2 separate regions of the Hordeum vulgare genome follow, and region 2 is linked to region 1. The links are chromatin contacts, called in public Hi-C maps. All regions are on one chromosome and are shown on one strand. Each heading gives the region's core, a stretch centred on a gene start, on an enhancer-like site or on the middle of the called end of the contact. The rest is flanking DNA. Distances are from core to core; before and after follow the strand shown.

Region 1 (5,548 bases), core at 2,091-4,590:
CTTCTAGTGATGTTATGTGAACGCCGACTACATAACACTTCGCCTTTTTAAGGATGTAGGGGAATGCATCGTGTATAAATAATGCTTATGGTGGGTTGCCGGAGTAACAGAAACCTGAACCCCGGTTCACATACTTTTGCATGAGGGAGTATTGGATCCTAAAGTTTATTGCTATAGTTAGGCTTTGCCTTAATTTCTCTCTTGTATTTGTGGATGCTTGCAAGAGGGATAAGAGTGTACTTGTCTTAGCCTAGACGGTGCACTAGTTAAAATCCACCCACATAACACTTATCAATACAAAACATAGTACTAGACGGAATATAACGAAAGCACTTGACTATCTCTCCCTTGTGTCCTCGGGAACGCCTTAGTCTTTATAAGTTTAGTCCCTCGGCACCATTTATTTTACTTGCATTTATTTTCTTGTTGCTTATACTAAAAAAATCCATAAAAAGCTACCTTTCAGTACTTGCAGTTATACCTTGCTCAAGGTCACTTGTCAATACCTTCTGCTCCTCGTTGGGTTCGACACTCTTACTTATCGAAAAGACTACGATAGATCCCCTACACTTGTGAGTCATCAATAAGGTAGGGAGATTAAACACATGAGGTTGGCACGGAAATTTTTAGCATGGTTCAGATAGGTGGCGATATCGTACGTCCATGTTAGTGGAGACTTCAACCCACGGAGGGTAACGACTGCGAGAGTCCACACAGGGTCCACAAAGAAGCGGCCTTGTCTATCCCACCACGGCTTCTGTCCATGGAGGACAAGCCTTACTCACGGTAGATCTTCACGAAGTAGGCGATCTCCTTTCCCTTACAAACATCTTGGTTCAACTCCACAACACGAAGTAGGAGGCTCCCAAGCGACACCTAACCAATCTAGGAGGCACCATCCTCCAAACGGTAATAGATGGGATAGATCAATGAACTCCTTGCTCTTGTGCTTCTAAAGATAGTCTCCTCAACACAATCACTCTCTCACATAATATGCATGGGTAGGAGAGGTTGATTTGGTGGAAAACAGTTTGGGGAGGCTAGAGATCAAGTTTCAAATGATTGGATTGGAATCTTTTGGTCTCAACACATGAGTAGGTGGTTCTCTCTCAGAAAGTCGATCTGAAAATGAAGTGTGCGTTCTGAGTGCTTCTCCCACGAATGAGAGGTGGGTGAAGGGGTATATATAGGCAGCAGCCAAAATCCAACCGTTACACACAAAAGAGCAAACTCGGTGGTACTGACTAGCACTAAAGGTGTGAACTTTTGAATCTCGGTGAGACTGATATATAGAACTCGATGGCACCGAAAACGTGACTAACGGTCAGATGGCCAAACTCGGTGGCACCAATACTCAAACTCGGAAATTCCGATTTTGTGTATCTTGGCAAGAGAATGTTGGTCACCCAAACTCGGTAGCATCGATGCAGTTTAAACACATTTGGTGGGAATGACTTAGGTTCTGTCCGAGGTTTAAACACGGTGGGTCCGATGCGGAAATGTTGGCGATACCGAATTTGTGAATGTGGAACTTGACAGAGTGGATATGTGGGAAAAATGACTGGGTGTTTTGGTGGCTAACTTTGAGCATTTGAACAATCTTCATTTGACTGCCTCACCCCCTTTTAATAGTATTGGCTTTTCTATGGACTTAAAACTGATTTCTCATAAATATAAAATGAAGAGTCTTCTAGCTTGAAGCTTGAGCCAATATTATTTCTTTCTTGCATCAAGGGGCATCTCCGCAAAACCTTAAGCCATAGCATCTTTTGAACTTTTTTGAAATATACTTAAAAAACACAGTAGTCCAATGATACATATGTTGTGATCAATTATCAAAACCATCATAGGGAGCAATTGTGCTTTCAGCATTTACACCTATCGTAGAATAACAAGTCGATATATTATTGTCTTTATAAAATGTTCTCGTCCGTGGCAACACACAGGCATTAAACTAATCCGTGGCAATGAATGAATGGAATATTTGTGATGCGATGATGTGATGAAATCCCCACTGGACGTTCTTTACGTATTTTTTTCTTTGAGAAGGGGACAATTTTGTCTCTCTCTCTCTTTGGAGACAATCTTTTGTCATGTATTATTGTTGGGAAAATCTACGGAGAAGCGCCGCACCACAACTTTTTCATACGACGGGCTCGTACATCCCTATGTTCATGCAAGAATCTTTTACTTCATGCTTACATCATCGCAGTAAATGTTTTTTCAAATTTAAAAAATGATTTATCTCATATATTAATAATTTAATTGGAGATTCCCCTTCAACGTTAGGTTGGTCTCGACGAGACCTTCAAAATAAGATCCCATATTGACATGTTTCATTGGTTTTCTTTTCGTAGTTTCTAATTGTCACATCTATGTCATCATATTTGTCATCTTAATTAGAGATGTACAGTTGTCACGAAAACTACACGTAGTTACCGCGACAACCATTTAATATTTTTTAAGCACCGTATATTATATGTGCGTCCGCAACATCACGGGCTCTGGCGTTTCAAAAAAGGCCAGATCGTGAAATGGTTTCAATCAGAGTTCATTCCGTGCAATACTTTCATCCCATGGGTCAAAAACGTGAAAAAATCGGTTTATTCCGACCGACCGAGCTTTCGCATAATATAAGTATAAAAAAAGGCCGCAAAAGCGAAGCAAAGCAAAGTGGGGAAGAAGAATAATTAATCGCACGCACGCACGACAATCAATCAATCAATCAATCCCCCCCTCAAACCCAGAATCCCCGCTCGCCGCCGCCGCCGTCGCCGCCGAGCTAGGGTTCCGGCGAGCTCCCCGGCCCGGTCGAGGGGGCCGCGTCAGGGGCTCGCACCCCGGCCGTGCCCTCCCCCCCGTCCCCCACCCCTGGTGAGTTCAGTTCAGTTCAGGACCCCCGCCCCCCTTCCTCCCTGCCCCGGGGATCCCTCCCCTGGCCGCAACCCGGCTCTGCCGCCGCGGAGCTCACTTCCCGGAGCTGTTTCGGTCCTTTTCTTAACCCGGAAGCGGCGAAGGACACGCGATCCTGAATGCTGTCGCATAGATAGATTCTGCCCTTTCCGGGCGAGATGCTTGGATTGTTTACTTAGTTTCTTGGTTCGGTTGGTCGATTGATGATGGCTTGGAGCTAGCTAAGCTAAGCTAAGCCAGCGGTTGGGAGGCGAGCGATCCCGACAGCGATGTGTCTCCCAGCACGCTTGCTTTCTGCGTGCGTGGAGCTTGTTTATTGCGTGGGTGCAACGACCCCAACCCTCCCTCCCTTGCTTGCCGTGCCGCGCCACGCCACGCCAAGGAGAGGCTGGGCCACAAATGCTGCTTGTCTCTTTTCTTCTGGGTCACTACTAGTTCCTTGTACCCATCACATCGCCACCTTATTCTTCTTCGGAGTCGAGAGCTTCGTGCCCTCCAATCGGCGGTCGGCGCACGCTCTATCTGTTTCGCGGATCATCTATTTGTGAAGCAGTCATTGGTTGACCCAACTTGGTGATTCACAGCGGCGTGCTCCCCTGTGTTTCGCCGCTCGCTGTAAGAATTTTGCTTCTGCCGGCGGATCCGATCTAACACGACTTTTGCTGTTGTGGCGTATTTTGCAGACCCGGCTGCAGCGATGGAGAAGGAGGCGAGCAGCTCCAGCGACGTGTCTGCTTCTCATGTAGGCCGTGTTAGGAATCGTAAGCGCCCTAATGAGGTTGGTTATTTTTCTCTTGGAATCTTCCTCCTTACAGCTCTTTGGCTTGCTTTCCGTGGTGTTCGCAAACGGATACGCTCTTTAGTTTCTCAGCGCTGTGATGGTCCGTATTATCAGGAGAAGCGAAAGTTGTTGATTGTTTTTTCCTTCCAAATTTAGTCATTAATGAGATGGCTATGCTACAAACATTTACCAGCTACATTTTGAGGAACCACCTCGACCTAAGGTGCTTGTACTATGCAGAAAGAAACGTAATCCTCTACTTCCGTTGTATGATAGGAAAAAAGCATGAAGCCGAGCAGGCACAAAGTAGTACCAATCGTTCACTTATTCCAGGCTTAATGGAGCATTTGTTGAATAGACTAACATGGGAGCATGCTGGAAAGATAGAGCATCCACCCGTTATATGCTGAGAACCACTCGTTTCATTTATTCCGTGGTTAATGGAGTATTTGTTGAGTATACTAACACGGGAGCATGCTCGAAGATGGAGAATCCACCTGTTTTATGTTGACAAACACAATTCCTTTTTGCAGCTAATCTTTTTTCTTTTCTTCAGGTCATGACAGACGGGAATAAAGCCAATGGACAGACTTTGCTTGTTAGCGACCGGAACAAGTATAAGTCGATGCTTATCCGTACATATTCTACTGTTTGGATGATTGGTGGCTTTGCATTCCTAGTTTATATGGGTCATCTTTATATCTGGGCCATGGTGGTTGTCATTCAAATATTCATGGCGACAGAGCTTTTTAACCTACTCAGAAAATCCAGTGAAGAAAAACAACTGCCAGGGTTCAGGCTTCTGAACTGGTAGGTGCCAGCTTGCCAGGCTATTCTGATCCTACTATTGTTTTGAATGGAAAATTGCCAACAACTCAATAATGTACCTGTCACCATTGTAATGCAGGCACTTCTTTTTCACAGCAATGTTGTTTACATATGGACGCTTTCTTAGTCGGGAGCTTGTTAACACAGTATCTTCAGATCACTTGTTGTATAAGCTCGTCAGCGGCCTAATAAAGTATCAGATGTTTATTTGCTATTTTCTTTATATTTCAGGTAAGTTACAGTATGTTTTGCGGAAATAATGTCAATTAGTAATTATTCACTGCAAAATTTCGTAGTGTTAAGAATATTTCAGAACGTGCTAATATGTGTAAAGACCTTGTCCAAAAGATAGTAGCTCATCACCCATGACATTTATGCTCTGCTTGGCTGGCACTTTGGTTATTATTTGATTTGATTATAGGTTCTCCAGTCGATGTAAATGACAGTGCACCTGTGGCATTAGTAATTATTCATGCAAACATAGTGGAAATATTTTGTTGTCTACTTGACCTATTTTGGATGGGTGTTAGTGTTTGGGAATGTGAAGCACTATAAGTTTATGTAATGAACACAATATGTTACGCAAAAGCTGCTTCTCTTTGACTTGTGCAATTTGTTTGGTCGCATGAGTTTTGCATAGACATTCCTCCCTCTAGTAACCTGCCTGTCTTGTCTTGCTAACGTCTATTTCATATCTTCCGTAAAACTAATGTATAATTCTGATGATCCAGGATTTGTATGGTTTATTTTGACACTGAAGAAAAAGACATACAAATACCAGTTCAAACAGTATGCCTGGACACACATGATCCTTTTAACGGTTTTTGCGCAATCTTCTTTCACGGTTGCAAATATATTCGAAGGAATGTTCTGGTAAGCCATCTATTTATCTTGTTAGCGTGCTTTTCTTTACAGTTTTCACTTGCTGACTTGAGTGAAATGTTTATCCATTTCTAATCAGTTTTGACGTTTGGCATGTATTTGTTCAAACATCCAAGTTTCTTGGTTTAAAAAGCACCTGAAGTT
Region 2 (5,548 bases), core at 2,118-4,617, 400 kb after region 1:
CTCGCTATGTTTGCAAACTTGATAAAGCATTGTATGGTCTGAAACAAGCACCTAGAGTCTGGTATTCTCGTTTGTCCTTCAAATTGCAATCTCTAGGGTTTGTTCCATCCAAGGGGGATACATCAATCTTCTTTTATCATAAGCATGGAGTAACTATTTTTATGCTGATCTATGTTGATGATATAGTTGTAACTATCTCATCAAGTCAAGCAGTTGAAGCTCTTCTTAAGGACTTGAGAAAAGATTTTGCTCTCAAAGACCTAGGTGATCTACACTTCTTCCTTGGCATTGAGGTTAAAAAGGTACCCAGTGGGATCATGCTGTCACAAGGAAAGTATGTGCATGAAATACTCCAGAGAATAGGTATGAAAGGGTGCAAACCTTCTTCTACACCTTTATCTACATCTGAAAAATTATCTGTCCATGATGGGGAAGTACTTGGAGCAGAAGACTCCACCAAATATAGAACTATTGTAGGAGCATTGCAGTATCTGGCCAGAATGGACCAAATTTGCGAGTTTTGACGAGGTCCCCGTGACCGATCCCCGAAGTTCCCCGAACGTTCGTACCTCCCTGGGACCCAAAATCAGTGAGTAATAACATTGAAAACTTGCCAGAACGGACCAAATCTATGAGTATTGACGAGGTCTCGTAACCGGTCCCCGAAGTTCGCGGAAGATTCGTATAACCCCGCGACCCAAAATCAGTGAGTAATATCATACAAAACTGGCAAGAATGGTCGAAATATTCGAGTTTTGACGAGGTCCCCGCAGTTCGCGGAACGTTCGGATCGCCCCGGGACTCAAAATCAGTGAGTAATATCATACAAAACTGGCCAGAATGGACCAAATCTGCGAGTTTTGACGAGTTCCCCGTAACCTGTCACCAGAGTTCGCGGAACGTTCGATCGCCCCGAGACCCAAAATCGATGAGTAATAGCATACAAAACTACCCAGAATGTACAAAATATGCGAGTTTTGACGAGGACCCCGCAACCAAACCCAGGAGTTCTCCGAACGTTTGTAGTGCCTCAAGACCCGAACATAGTGAGTAATAGCACACAAAATTTGCCAGAATGGACCAAATCTGCGAGTTTCGACGAGGTCCCCGTAACCGGACCCCGAAGTTCTCCAAACATCCGTATCGCCACGGGACCCAAAATCAGTGAGTAATAGCATAGAAAACTGGCCAAAATGGACAAAATCTTTGAGTTTTGACGAGGTCCCCATAACCGGACCCCAAAGTTCCCCGAACGTTCGTATCGCCCCGGGATCCAAAATGAGTGAGTAATAGCATCGAAAACCGTCCAAAATGGACCAAATCTGCGAGTTTTCACGAGGTCCCCATAACCGGACCCCAAAGTTCCCGGAACGTTCGTATCTCCCCGGGATCCAAAATGAGTGAGTAATATCATCGAAAACTGTCCAGAATGGACCAAATCTGCGAGTTTTCACGAGGTCCCCGTGATCGGTAACCGGAGTTTGCGGAACTTTCGTATCGCACCCGGGACACAAAATCAGTGAGTAATAGCATAGAAAACTGGCTAGAATGGATCAAATCTGCGAGTTTTGATGATGTCCCCGTAATCGGTCCCTTGAGTTTGTGGAATGTTCATATCGCTCCGGGACTCAAAATCAATGAGTAATACGATACAAAACTGGCCAGAATGGACCAAATCTGCGAGTTTTGACGAGGTCCTCGTAACCGGTCCCTGTGATCGGTAACCGGAGTTCGCGGAACTCTCGTATCGCACCCGAGACACAAAATCAGTGAGTAATATCATAGAAAACTGGCTAGAATGGATCAAATCTGCGAGTTTTGATGATGTCCCCGTAATCGGTCCCTTGAGTTTGTGGAACGTTCATATCGCTCCGGGACTCAAAATCAATGAGTAATACGATACAAAACTGGCCAGAATGGACCAAATCTGCGAGTTTTGACGAGGTCCTCGTAACCGGTCCCTGTGATCGGTAACCGGAGTTCGGGAACTTTCGTATCGCACCCGGGACACAAAATCAGTGAGTAATATCATAGAAAACTGGTTAGAATGGATCAAATCTGCGAGTTTTGATGATGTCCCCATAATCGGTCCCTTGAGTTTGCGGAACGTTCGTATCGCTCCGGGACTCAAAATCAATGAGTAATACCATACAAAACTGGCCAGAATGGACCAAATCTGCGAGTTTTGACGAGGTCCTCGTAACCGGTCCCTGTGATCGGTAACCGGAGTTCGCGGAACTTTCATATCGCACCCGGGACACAAAATCAGTGAGTAATATCATAGAAAATTGGCTAGAATGGATCAAATCTGCGAGTTTTGATGATGTCCCCGTAATCGGTCCCTTGAGTTTGCGGAACGTTCGTATCGCTCCGGGACTCAAAATCAATGAGTAATACCATACAAAACTGGCCAGAATGGACCAAATCTGCGAGTTTTGACGAGGTCCTCGTAACCGGTCCCCGAGGTTCCCCGAATGTTCGTCGCTCACCTGGACCCAAAATTAGTGAGTAATAACGTGGTCCCCAAACATCGTGTTCATTTCAAGATTTATCCGGTTCACACCCTGATTATGCCTTTGGAGAATGACATGCACATCTTCAAAAATATGAGGGCTTTAATGACATAGCATCTTGATAATTCTCCGTCGTATCTATAATTTTTTACTGTTTCATGCCAATACTCTACAAATTTCATATACTTTTGGTAATCTTTTATACTATTTTTAGGACTAACATATTGATCCAATGCCCAGTGTCAGTTCCTGTTTGTTGCGTGTTTTTTATATTTCACAGAAAATCCATATCAAACGAAGTCCAAACGGGATAAAAACTTACAGAGATTTGTTTTGGAATATATGTGAATTTTGGGAAGTGGAATCAACAGAAGGTGGTGCCCGAGGGGCCCACAAGCCAGAGGGGCGTGGCCTGGGGGGTAGGGCGTGCCAGGCTGTCTTGTGGCCAGCCCGTAAGGCGGTTGGTGACCTTCTTTCGCTGCAAGAAAGTTAATTTCCGGATAAAAATCATGCTAAAATATCATCCCAATCGGAGTTACGGATCTCGAGGAATATAAGAAACGGTGAAAAGACAGAATCTGGAACGTAGAAAAACTCGGGAACAGAAGGAAACAAAGACAGAGATCCAATCTTACGCCGTGGGGGTCGTCAGTTATCCTATAGCGTCGAACAGTTTGCGGGCGCCGGTTATGGTTGTCGTCGTGCGTTGGAGTTGGTCTTACGAGCGGGAGAAAGAAGGGGCGGACGTGCGAGAAGCGGTTTGGTAGAGGGGGTGGGGGAAATTAAGTTTGCGAGGGGTGGTTTAGTAAAAATAATGGTGAGGGGAGTGAGTAGAGTGGTTAGAGGCATCCAGCCGAGCAGATCCAGCGTGGAGATGTACTGGCACCAAACTGGATGCAGTAGAGTTGAGTAGATCAGAGCAGTGGTAGTAGAGTAAAGAGTACGCTCTCTTCTAGAAACAGAGAGAGCAGAGGCCTTGCTTAGCGGAGAAGAGATCCCAAGCAAGGAAGGAAGGCAGCGGAGAGGGGAATGGCGGGCGGCGGCGGGGGGAGGAGCGGGCGGGGGGAGGAGGAGTACGACTACCTGTTCAAGGTGGTGCTGATCGGCGACTCCGGGGTGGGCAAATCCAACCTGCTCTCCCGCTTCACCCGCAACGAGTTCTGCCTCGAGTCCAAGTCCACCATCGGCGTCGAGTTCGCCACCCGCACCCTCCACGTAACCACCCTTCCCTTCCCTTCCCTTCCCTTGCTTCGCCTGCCTGCCTTCCTGCTAGATCCATCTCACGCTCCAGATCCGCTAATCCGCTGCCAAAGGTGGCTACCCTAGCGTAGCGGGGCAGTGAATCGATGGCCTGAGGTTCAGGGACGAGGTAGCTGCTGCCTTCCATCATCTTCGCCGCGGCTAGCCAGATCTACCATACTCTTGATTGATTGATTGATTGATTGATTGCTGCACGGTGCTCAGCCTGACAACCAGGGTTTCTTCCCTCTTCTTTCCAAAGGTTTCAGCTTCACCAGCAGCTCAGCACTAGCCACATACTGCCACCGTACATAGCTCTTTCATTACAGACCACTTTCCTGCTGAGATCCATCCCACTAACGAACCCCGGCCCGGTTGCTTGCTCGGTTGGGATTCCGGTGATGACTGGATGCCAGCTGCGCGCTGGCTCATCGCCGTCGAAGCCTGCACCGCCAGTACTACCATAATCAACTTCAGAGGGTGTCACACTCAGTTCAGTAGCTGGCAGACCAAGTGGTGCCGTCGACTTGTCTTTCTACCCATTGTTAAGCCCACACCCATATATATACTCCCTCCGTCCTTAAATATAAGTCTTTGTAGAGATTTCACTGGTGGACTACATACGGATGTATATAGACATACTTTAGAGTGTACATTCAATCATTTTGCTCCGTATGTAGACATATAGTGAAATCGCTTAAAAGACTTATATTTAGGAACGGAGGGAGTATATATGATGATGTACTCCCTCTGCGTAAGTTAATGTAAGGCGTGTTTTAGACCGGCCATAAGCCTGAGAAACTGTCTTACATTAAGTTACACAAGAGGTTGTATCATGCAAGTAGAATGTAGCAACAGGCTTATAGGTACAAGTGTAGCATTGGTCATGACAAAGCCTGCTGCTATCTTATTTCCAGGATGCACAGTTTTCTCTGAAGCCTGACCTCTTCTCAATTTGTGACCTGTTGTTTGCAGGTGGAGGGCAAGATAATCAAGGCGCAGATCTGGGACACGGCGGGGCAGGAGCGGTACCGGGCCATCACGAGCGCCTACTACCGGGGAGCCCTCGGGGCGGTGCTCGTCTACGACGTCACCAAGCCAACCACCTTCGAGAACATCAGCCGGTGGCTCAAGGAGCTGCGCGACCACGCCGACGCAAACATCCGGATCATGCTCGTCGGCAACAAGACCGACCTCAAGCACCTCCGGGCCGTCACCACCGACGACGCGGGGAGCTACGCCGAGGCCGAGGGGCTGTCCTACATCGAGACGTCCGCGCTCGAGGCCATGAACGTCGAGGAGGCCTTCCAGCTCATCCTCGGCGACATCTACCGCACCATCAGCAAGAAGGCCGTGGCCTCCGAGGAGGACAGGGCAGCGGCTGCCGGGGTCAAGGAAGGTAAGACCATCAATGTCGCTGCCGCCGCCGACAATGGCGGCGAAAAGAAGCAATGCTGCTCAGCTTAGGATGGACGATGCCCAGCGGATGTATGTTTTGTAATGGTTGTTTTTTGAGTTTAAAGCCTTGTTGATTCATTTTGTCAGATATCCTCCCTGCCTTGTTATAGACCTGAAACTCACATATGTTCAGTTACTATATGATATATCAAGTTCATTGGTTTATATCTCAGCCAAATGCTTCTGGCCTCCTCTTGTCCACTTTTTTCACAAGTAGGAAAGTGCCAAAAAGACAAACTCCAGCTATGATTATATTTGGAAGATGACAAGATGATTGACAAGCTAGAATTGACCATATTTTGATACAATTTATGTTATAAAGTATTCAAGACAAACTC

The links. A called contact is a pair of places that touch in the nucleus more often than the background predicts.
Region 2: a contact with region 1 is called in a Hi-C map of leaf, with 4 times the contacts expected there. The contact joins the promoter of LOC123426386 here to the promoter of LOC123426172 in region 1. A contact is called at or near these places in 2 of 6 Hi-C or Micro-C datasets (both in leaf) and 1 of 1 datasets of contacts at active chromatin or transcription factors (embryo).

What each region holds. Positions count from the first base shown.
Region 1 is chr1H:4,506,160-4,511,707 of MorexV3_pseudomolecules_assembly, forward strand. It overlaps LOC123426172 (phosphatidate cytidylyltransferase 1-like), which reads left to right and starts at 3,341. Exons shown (of 12, transcript XM_045110044.1): 1 at 3,341-3,472; 2 at 3,597-3,691; 3 at 4,251-4,504; 4 at 4,602-4,753; 5 at 5,254-5,395. The coding sequence starts at 3,611.
Region 2 is chr1H:4,904,159-4,909,706 of MorexV3_pseudomolecules_assembly, forward strand. LOC123426386 (ras-related protein RABA2a-like) reads left to right here and starts at 3,368. Exons shown (of 2, transcript XM_045110239.1): 1 at 3,368-3,728; 2 at 4,728-5,382. The coding sequence starts at 3,543. The coding sequence ends at 5,219.